2 separate regions of the Zea mays genome follow, and region 2 is linked to region 1. Evidence: chromatin contacts called from public Hi-C data. All regions are on one chromosome and are shown on one strand. The core of a region is the stretch at or near the end of the contact, and the rest is flanking DNA. Distances in the headings are between cores, read along the strand shown.

The links. A called contact is a pair of places that touch in the nucleus more often than the background predicts.
Region 2: a contact with region 1 is called in a Hi-C map of ear, with 2.2 times the contacts expected there. The contact joins the enhancer-like site here to the promoter of LOC103650437 in region 1. A contact is called at or near these places in 2 of 25 Hi-C or Micro-C datasets (ear and tassel).

What each region holds. Positions count from the first base shown.
Region 1 is chr3:100,260,769-100,266,664 of Zm-B73-REFERENCE-NAM-5.0, forward strand. LOC103650437 reads right to left here and starts at 4,202. Exons shown (of 8, transcript XM_008676007.4): 1 at 3,868-4,202; 2 at 3,719-3,724; 3 at 2,601-2,876; 4 at 2,344-2,449. The coding sequence starts at 2,784.
Region 2 is chr3:100,726,304-100,731,506 of Zm-B73-REFERENCE-NAM-5.0, forward strand. No RefSeq gene overlaps it. Among protein-coding and RNA genes, the nearest start is that of LOC100193217, 31 kb to the right of the region's middle. Within about 2 kb of position 2,973, at least 19 of the 20 cell types and tissues checked have an H3K27ac peak or open chromatin away from gene starts, as enhancers often do. A contact at or near this core is called in ear and tassel, where this site is marked.

The sequences.
Region 1 (5,896 bases), core at 2,952-5,451:
GATTATTCATATACATCCATTGTATGCTGAGAATAAGCAGAACTAACAAGAGAAAGGTCAGTAGGTTATTGCTTAATAGTATTCAGATTGATGGTTTGCTTTTTGTTAATTAAACGCCTAGGGCAATGTGGCCTAAGGCTATCCCAGCAGCACATGCATGCGCATGCGCAAAGTAGCCATCCACAAGGTGGATGCGAGCGCACAAAAAAGAAAACCCTTCCAGCTGAGCGCGCATGCGGATGCACATATAGACCCGCAGCAGAGGAGAGAGAAACCCACAGATATGGGGTACGAGGAGGCTGAGCGCTCATTTTACGCGTCCTCATCCACGCTCTGCTGGAAGGGTGAATGGTTGAACGCGAGTACAGAAAAAAACGCATGCGAGCCCATTTGTGCTCTCTGCTGGAGATAGCTTAACTGATCCAAAAATGTGACCTAGCCAACAGATGTACAGTGACAGGTAGAGGCATCCGTTCCTTTATATGGCCTGATAGAATAGCTGTAGACCAAACAAAAGCACCAACCTTATAGAGACAATACTTAGTTAGGAATAATAAGAGTGAAATACACTATAGGTCCTTAAAATGGTTTGTGGATATCATCTAGGGGCACGTTTGGTTCTTGGATGAATGGGCACACCAACCTTATAGAGACAATACTTAGTTAGGAATAATAAGAGTGAAATACACTATCGGTCCTTAAAATGGTTTGTGGATATCATCTAGGGGCACGTTTGGTTCTTGGATGAATGGACACCTTATTTAGCTAGGTGACAAAGGAAGATGTTTGGATTCTAGGTGAGCCATCCTCAAGGTCTACGCTGGCAAGCTTTTTGCTTGCTATGGCAGGAGAGTGATTTTAGCTCACCCAACTAGCAAGGAGAGCTCGATCGCGCAGGCAAGGCTAGGCAAAACTAGCCTGGGAACCGGACACGCTCCCTAAACTATTAATTTGCGCGAAAAGGCCTCTAGCCGAGTTGGTTAGGTGGTCTAAGTAGCACTCCTTATGTCAGGGCCTAAGGAGGCCCACGGAGGGGCTGCGCCAGCAGCAGCCATGGGCCCTCAAAGGGGGATTCGATAAGGATAGTTAGAGATAAGATTAGAAGATTAGTTTAGATTAGTTGAGATTATCTAGGAAGGTTATCAGTTAGTAGTTTGTTGAGAGTTTTTAGGAGAGTTTTAAGGAGATAAGGATCTCTAGCTAGATAGGGGCAGTCAGCTGGCCTATTTATGTAATCAATGGATGAGAAATAAAGTAAGCAAGAATTAGAAGGGAGAAACCCTCCTCTTGCTCGGTAGTGGGCAGAGGCCAGCAGCAGCCATGGGCCCTCCTTAGGCCCTGACACCTTAGGTCCTGAGTTCGAATCTCGCTGCGAGCGAATTTCAAGCTGAGGTTAAAAAATGTCACTCGTTGGTTCCCCTAGTTGTGTGCACACGAGATGGACTGACCTATGAGGGGCGGATCCTCGTGTAGGGGCTGTGAGGGCTCAAAGCACAAGTAAAGATCTAGCCTATAGGGGCGGACCCTCATGTTGCACGGGGGACCAGCTTTCGTGACCTTTCTCGGTCAGGGCTCTGCTTGAGCTTCTTAATATAATACCGTGGGGGCAGTTTTTCCCCTACTGGCCAAGTATACTATTAATTTGCAGTTTCAATCCCTCAATTTGCTAGCAAATTCTCCATATCAAAATCTTCCCTCCCTTCCCTCTCTAAATGTTGGGGTGGCACAGACTAAACTGATGTGTGGCTAGTTTATTGCACATCAAATAAGGAGTGCCTAAGATTATTGTATGATTTTATTCTATGCATTCATACATCATTGTTAGGCAACTCACTCTCTAAACAATGGGCAGGAATCAACAATGGAGGCAAGGAACACTCCCTGTCTCTCCCCTACAGTAAGAGGTGCTCCACTTTAGGTGCCGCAGCTCTAGGCTGATGGCGACGGCCATGACCCCCCAGCTTTGCACCTCTCACTCACCTCAACAACTCTCAGATCTTGTATTTTGCTCGCTTGATTTTAAGAGCAGTATGCATCCAATGTCAGGAGTCTAACAATGAGGATCTATCACATCTGATCAACTACCTACGCTAGTAAGCAACACCACATAATGAACAATTTGTAAGTCGCTACTTAACTACTGAAAATCGTATTAGAGAGTCAATTTGTACTAAACATAAGCAATAGATATGACATCCCTCACATTGCTCCACAAACTATAGTCACTTATCATTTATATCTTAAACTTCTAAAAGATATTTTATGTGTTGAAACTAAAAGGAAGTAATGTGCCTATTAAGCATGGAGCAAAACAAAGAAACATGTACTATTAAGTGTGCATACCAATCATAGTCATTTCTTTCACCATCAGTATTAAGTAAATCACGATTTTCTCCGCGTGCAGCAATGTTGACACCAATCTTTGAATCTCGAAAATATCTCAACTTTGCTGATAAAAAGGCCCAGAAATAAAGAACAGACAGTACATATCAGTTAAGTGTTCGAGAGAAAAATATGAGTTAAATCACAAAGTTCACACTAGGAAGTACAATGTTACAAGAACGGGGACAGATTACAGCGATAATATTTATGAGCCTTACAGATGGATTCATCAAAATCCTCTGTTGCTTCCAGTAAGAAGTTATCCCTCTCATATTTCTGCATATCCTTGAACAACGTGAGTTCATCATCCTTCGATTTAGCAGGCAGAATACTGACAAAACTATGCCCCCTTGCGTGGCAAACTTCTTTCAGAGATCTCCTAGGTGATGGTGAGGGAGGCATCTTTAGAGTCTATTAGTCTTGCAAAGGGAGTGTAGCTATGCTGGTTCTTTTTCAGATACCAAGCTGAGTCCATAATAGTCCATTTGAAGTATCTGCAAATAGGCTTTTGTTAGTAAAGATTAAAGAACACAAACATAAAATGCTCCAAAATTCAAAAGGCATTCGACACATATCCTTGTCAAATATACGAAGAGAGTTGCTGACACAGCGAACAGAGGGCAAGAAATGGAAAGTAATAAAAGAACTCTTAAGTTGTGAACCATGCATTGCCCAAAGTAACCAAGCGATCTCACCACCACACAAAATTACCCAATACCTCATGCTGACATAGGTACTACCTTCCTAGAAAGCAAACAGACAGGATGAACATAAAAAAAGGCCCCCGAAAGGACCCTCAAAACTTGAAGTGTATCGTATAATTGTTGCACTCCAAAGCCCAATTCATCACATTCTGGACGAAAAGTTCCACCCCATCAAGAGAAAACAGCAACCCAGAGGCATGTCTCCAAAAAATGTGTCGGGAAAACAAACCAGACCAACACCACACCACTGGAAAAGCTCACATTCAAGCTCATCATTTCGCAATACACAAACACCATTAGCCGCATCTGGTGGATCAAACAGTGAGATGATCTAAATGAACTACTAACCTCACAATTCAAGAAACCCTTAAAAAGGGAAAAAGAAAGAATTACACACTTCACTCAACCACACTCTAGGATCCAATATTAATCTACCGCAATAGCAAAACTCAAACGCCAATAACGTCCCCTAAGATTTCTGACTATAAACCCTCGAGAATTGAGTAAAAAAACTGAACCCGGAAAAATTGTTAGAAAATGAACTTCAGATTGGGGACGAATGAGACACCAATGTGCCATTGTGGAACCTAATTTCATTCTTGCGCACCGGAGGAGAGGAAGAAGAACCTCACCAGGTCCTGAACGGATAGACACCAAGCAGCAGGCTTATCCACAGCACAACGTGTGGGGAAGAAGCAAGATTCAGTTCGCCTGGCGACAAAGAAACAAAAGCTCCTAGGACGGAATCCGTCCAAGCAAAGCCCGGCCAGGAATCACTTACCAACAGAGGAAGAAACCAATCCACCCACTCCCGGGTGGATCTCTCCGCATTCCAATGGGCGGGCGGGAGGAGGAGCTTGCCTGCGGTGGCTACTTGCTGGGGGTCCGCGCCCTAGCGCCGCCGCCGAAACGGGTTGCCCGTCGCCGACTTGCTTGCTCTTTCCAGGGTCCAGGCTAATGTTCCTCCCCTCCCTATGCGTCAGCTACGGGTTTTGCAGGTTCGCCTCGTTTTACTTGTAGGCAGTAGGCACCCAAGCTAAACAGTCTTTTGATGTCCATTACAGGTCATCATCGGAGCCATGAGGGGCCTTCTCACGTGTTCAACCATGCAGCAACTCTGCAACTGCGCGCCTGAATGCCTGATTTTCATATCAGAAACTTATTACTGCAACTCAGTTAATGATCATTTTAAGATTACTACAACTCAATTAATAATCATTTTACTGTAGGAGATGTAGGGGTGTTCAGTTTCCGTGACAAGTTTGTCACATTGGGTTTTGAATACAAATTATTAAATATAATATTATTTAAAAATTTTAATTACACAGACTAAACGACAGTAACACGAATTTATCAAGTCTAATTAATTCATTATTAGCAAATGTTTATCATACCATCACATGGGTGAATTATGAACTAATTGATTATAATAAGTGTGTTTTGTTGTTTATTCATTTATGTGTAACTAGTTTTATAATTAGACTATATTTATTACTTCTAATTAGTATTGAAATATATGTGACGGAGTTAAAATTTAGTGACTAGATCTAAACACATCATGATTCATGCATGTAGCCCCTCTCCATAGCCCCTCTCCATAGGTCTTTGCCTCATATGAACCGTCGATAGATATGTTAGGTGTGTTTGGTAGAGCTCTAACAGCTCCACTCTCAGCGATAATTACTCCCATCCATCTAAAAAAATCTACTTCTGCCGCTCCCAACGTGCTCCACTCTCCACCCCTTAGGAATCACTTCACACACTATTTGCCAAACATTTTTTTCGTCGGATAAATTCACTTCTCGTAGAGAATCATTCAGAATCACTCTATCGAATAACCAACTACTGGAGCTAGAGAATCATAAAGCGGAGTTGTATCAAACGAACCCTTAGGGCTCATTTGGTAGAGCTTAGAGTTTAGGTTTTTCTTCGGTACATACCTCTAATCAAATTGATTGGATTTAATTTCTAGGTAAATTCTAGGCAATATTATTTAACATGCAAGGTTTTCAACCAAACAGACATTGTGTATAGAGGGTCTTAACATTATTATGCATCTAAATGAAAAGTAGGGATGGAACTCTTGCTTATTTTGTATTAATAAGTTTTGTGCCCTTGTTAAGCAATGTGGTTTAAGTGGTCTTGGTTACGGTGGACATACTTATACTTAAACAAGTGTTTCGGAAAAACTGGAAGAAAAAGATGTTAAGAGGTATAAGGCTAGAAAATATTCTAAGGTTTTAACTTTTCCCAACTTAATTAAGACCTTCCTTAATTATGTATCCTATGTTCCTGACCATGGTCTAGACAAGTTTTATACGGAGTAGAGATGTTCCTAACACATCCGAATTGTATCACAAATCTAATATTTTAGCATAGATATACATAGAATTTAAAGTTAATTTTCGGCAATGTTATTAAGAATATTATAAAGTATTTAAATAAATTTTTTTATATTTTTTATGTACATTATTTTCTCCTTACAACAAAAAAGGTAAAAAAACATCCGAATCCGTATTCGGATAGACATCCGAATTTTATATGAATTATTTAAAAAGATATAGAATGAATTTAATGTTTATTTTTTGTGAAGATTAATAATCTCAATGTTAAAAACAAGAATATAAATTTACATAGCAAATTATATATGTTAGTTGTTCACAATCGAAGAAAGAAGACAAAAAAAATAGCATCCGAATAAATATCCGGATCCATCCTTAATACGGAGTAAGGTGACTTTCTTTTTTTGCAAGTTTTTATGATACTATTTTTATGATGCATGTATGATGGCCTAGGCGTCCTCTCATCAA
Region 2 (5,203 bases), core at 1,723-4,222, 460 kb after region 1:
CCTGGACATCCCCTTTTATAGATACAAGGAGATGGCCCAGCTGTACAATGGGGGTGTAGCTATGTGCTATCGTGGCCGGCGGAGAAGTGTCTGAGCCCTGTGTACGTGCTAACGTGGCCGTCGGGGGAGTGCTTGAGCCCTGTAGAAGCGCAGCTGGCGGTGCGGCATGGACCCTGCTGATGTTTCTTTGCCGACGTCATGGACGCACGCGGGGAACCATCATTACCTATTACCGAAGTAATCTAGATGGGACACCGGTCTTGTTCCTTCGTAGCCTGAGGCAGCTAGCTAGGGGTAGGGTAATGATGTATCCCCTGTGGCGTGTTCGGTCCGAGCCTGAGGTCGGGCGAGGCGGAGACTTCTCCTGAGGCCGAGGCCGAGGTCGGGCGAGGATGTGACTCCTCCCGAGGCCGAGGCTGAGGTCGAGGCCTGGGGTCGGGCGAGGCGGAGACCTTCTCCCGAGGCCGAGGCTGAGGCCGAGGCCTGAGGTCGGGCGAGGCAGAGCTCCCTGTTGCGCTCGAGGCTGAACTCGGGGGAGATCGTGACTTAGTTTTACCCTGGTGGTTGGCACAGTAGTCGGAACAGGGTGAATAGTGTTGTTTTCCTGTCAGAACGATCAGTAAAGGGGCGAAGTGACTGCGGTCACTTCGACCTTGCCGACTGAGGCGCGCGTGTCAGGATAAGGTGTCAGGCGATCCCCGCATTAAATGCGCATGCGATACGGTCGGTTGGTGAGGCGATTTGGGCGAGGTCGCTACACGACAAAGTTTGCCCGCACTTGGCTTCGGGCGAGCGAGGGTGCGCCCACTGCCTGAGGAGGCCCTCAGGCGAGGCGTTAATCCGTCCGGTACTACTGTTCCCGACTTGAACCGTGCTTATCAGTCTTTGCGGTTTGTTCTGAAGATGTTTTCCGGCCAGGTTAAGGAGCATTGGGGTGTCACACCCGGGTTTTAGGGCACCAAGACCCGGGCGCGAACATAATCACCAGGTGTGCTGAGACCAAGTCTCACACATATGATGAATCATGGCACAGGATCGAATGTCACATTTTACTATATAACAGGAGTTCTATACAAAATAAATATTTACATTATAAGGAGACAACGGTCTAGCAACTCAAAGTTGACTGGGAGACGACGGCCTAGATCTCTCACGAACTCATCGCAGCATCCTCCATGCGCCTCATCCTGCGGTACCTATTCTTGACCTGTGGGGGGTGTGAGACAGCAAGAGTGAGCTCACATACGTTCATCGCTCAACAAGTTGTGGGGAATAATGTGCATGAACTCGCCAAAGGTGGGAGCTCACGTGAAGTGTAAGGCTTACCAAAGAGGATGGTTAGAGCTGAGCATTGCTTTTAAAGTTGGATAAAATTTTATTAGCAGTTACTAAGTATAAGTAAATACCGACCCAATTAATTAGTAGAACAAAGTAACAACATCACCCGCAATGCAATGCATATGACAAATTGAATTTAAGTTCCATAATTTAATCATCAGAGAGTCCTGAGCTGCTCATGACCGTGAGCTCGGCTAGTATACCAGTTTTACACTCTACAGAGGTGGTACCCTTTACCCACAAGTCATGTTACCCATCTGCCAAGGGATCGCGACTTCCCATACACCTCTACCGAGGAGGCGAGGCAGGGTAACACTACGAGGCCTTTACAAAGTTCCACTAGCTTCAGAAAACCCGCTACAGTTTATAGGAAGCTCCAATGCAGGGTTCTTGCCTGACCGCCATCGCAGCAAAATCAACCAAGGACCTCCCTACACTGACCACTCCCCTACTGCCCTTGCCCCTTTCGGGTAAGGTAATCCTCCACTAGCTTTCCTAATTAATCAGCCAAGGGCGTCCATAAACCCTTGTGGTGGCACGTGTTTCTCAAGTTAAGCTCTATGTTCCAATTAACATTAATGATCTTGACATGAACAGTAAATAACAACAGATAACAAAAGTATAATCATGAATAATGTGTATCTCAATGCCCAAAACCACATATAGCACTAGCAAGTACTACCCAAAAAGTTCAGTGGTAAACAAGGCATAAAGATAGACAAACTAGGGAACCTATTAGGTCCCTTCAAAATTAACTTATGCAGATCATTATGATTAATTAGAACATGAGTGGGTAAAAGAAGTGATCAAGGGCACAACTTGCCTGGGACTTGAGATTCCAGGTACCAGGATGATCTTCAGGTGACTCGTAACCTCGCGCTAGTCGTAGCAATACAAACAAGCATGGTATAGGCAAAATTAACATCACACCAAACATAATAATAAACCACATAATAATAATTTACGCTGCGTAACAAGATCATAGAAATAAGAACCACTAAATTCGGAGCTACAGTTATGAAGTTATGGTTTTCCGAAGATCAACGTGGTTAAATATAACATAGACTAAGTGCAACATTTTAATCTATATTTCATGACTAAACAAAGTTATAAGATGATAATAAATATTATTGTGAGACTAATGCAACTAGAATGGGTCAAAACTGAGTTACAGTTATTGAGTTATGAATTTCTGGAGTTATTAAGTACATGGTATATATTAATTCAGATGAACAATTTTAATTCATGTTTCATGGCTAAACAGTGTTCCTAGTTGATAGACAATATTAGCACAAAATTATTGCAACTGGAATATACCAAAAAGAAGTTAAAATGAATTTAATATGAATTAAACAAGTTTCTAACATTAATTTAATACCAAAAACCTATTTCCTATATTGATTTATTCCCTTTTATTTGCTGACTGGACTGGGGACACTATTCTTCAGAAGATCAGGGTCTAATCTATAAATTTTAGGACTTAATCGTGATGTTTCTTCACTGGATGTGGACTGCGGGTTGACTTAAGAAAAATGCAGGGGTTCTTTTATAATTTAGCCGTGGCCAAGGGGGTATGCGCCAATCTAATTCAGACCATCGATCCGCAATTCGACGGTCAGATCCAAAGACCGCCAATGCATTTGAACTTCTAATCGGCTCCGTTCACTTCTCATCCAACGACAACCGGCGCTTCTTCTCTCTACCGCTCGATCTCGCATCAGCGATTACTGGTTGTCTTCTAATCAATCTGCAGCCGCATGATGTGGATCGAACGGCAGGAGCTCATCCTCCCCACCTGAATCATCGCACGACAGCTACTGTACCCCGGACGCGGCGGAGCGCCATGACCGGAACTCACGCCCCGACGACCAAGGTACAATTCCTAAACGCATTCGGCCCTAATTGAAACCGAAACAATTATGGAGCAAAGGGTGGGGCCATACCGTGATTTATAGAGGCACGAAATCCCAACGCCGAGCTCCCAGGTTCACGGGCGGACGACGGTGATCCGGTGTAAAATTCGTTGGCACCGGACGCACCTAACCCGACGTCGATGCCGCGGAAGCTATCACCGAGCCGAAGCGAAGCTCCCCGACCGACGACGACCCTCAAACGGCGGTGCTTTCCACTGGCGTCAGACTTCCGCCCACCGCGCCCCGCAATCCGTCCACCAGACTCTCCTCTCCGATGGCTTATGGGTGGTGCTAGGGAACGAGTCAATCGGTCGAGACGGCCCAAGGGTTCTATATATACAGCAATGGCCGAGGCAACGGTATGGCCGAATTCCTCGGCGAATTCTGCGCGGCGGGTATGGAGATCCCCCAACGACCATGGTGAGCTGCACGGGGGAGAAGTCCATCAGACGAGGCGGAGTCCGCGGGGTTGTTGCCCTGTCGCAACGGTCGCAGCGGAATTCACGGGATTCGATACGGGGCTTCGCCGCGTGCGCGAGCCGCCATTGCGAAGAACAGACGAAGGTGACTGCAGACCGAGCGGGCCAGCTGTTCGGTGACCAGGCGAGACGTGTTTGCGGGGCGGCACCGTGTTGAGCGAGCGCGGGAGCTGTGCCTGTGGATCCATATCCATCCTTCGAGCGCTAGCTGCCTGCGGTGCGGAGTCCCTCCGTCCGTCCGTGCCTCCCTCCGATGTCCAGGCGGCCAGCAGAGGAAACGTGAGCAGACAAGCCAGCGTGGGGTAAGGAGGAAGAAGAAAAAAGAAAAAAAAATAGTAAATGGGCCGCGGAGGTAGCTGGGCCAAAGGGAGGTTCGGGTCCGAGAGTGTGTTTTCCTTTTTATTTTTCTCTTCTATTTCAAGGTTCTCGTTTCAGATTCAATTTAAATTCAAAACTCCCAATTCAAATTTCAAATTTCCCACGTGTCGAAATTAATACTACTGAGAATATAACCTCTACTATGTTCAATTTTATTATTTGTTATTTTCCTTGTTATTTATTTGTGGGAGGAATATATGGTTTCATAAATTGTTTTCTTTCTCATTGTCTATTTTATATTTTCATTTGTAATTTGAGGTCAAGTTTAACTTAGGATTCCTTATGGTAATAAAATGTATTACCACCAATTCATATGTATGAGATGCCCACTCTTTCATGTGGTTAATTTAATATTTTTAATTGATTATGATCAGGACTTGCCTACTAAATTCCAAAGGCTTCAAAAATTCTAAAATCTCTATCATAGATATTCTTATTTCTTTGTTTTATTTTTTTATACAAATTTTGGGCCTTACATGGGGGTACCCCTAATTACGGTCCCCGACAAGTACCATGTAAATTGTCATATCTATCGATGATAGCAGGGAGGGGAATGTCTTTATGTCTTTCCCCATTGACTGCAACATATTTCTAATGTAAATCAAGACCATCTGTTGCACATGGGTTTTGCTTTGAGTACTATGGTGATAGTCCTCTGACATTGCGTCAAGGTGTCTCTGCCATAATTCTGCCACATTGTTCGGCTCGCAGTAAACCAGAATTGTTGCAAACAACCTTCGTAGCGCTGATGGCATTTGGTAAAGAGAAGCTTTGTTGAGACACTCATCTATTGTGTCGTTTGCTTCAAGTAGTCCCCTTCTTTGTGCTGCCTCACGAAAAGATGGTAGTATGTCACCATCTACTGTCCTTAAATCTGCAAAGGAGGTAGCACTAGTCATATGGTTTAGGAGAAGCTAAAGATAGAAGCGCTCCCCCTCAGGGCTTGTTCGGTTATTTTCAATCCATATGGATTGGAGGGGATTGATATGGATTGAAGGGGATTTTGACTTACTAGGGATTGAATCCCCCTCAATCCCCCTCAATCCATATGGATTGGGGTAGAACCGAACATGGCCTCAGCTGGTAGAGCAGAGA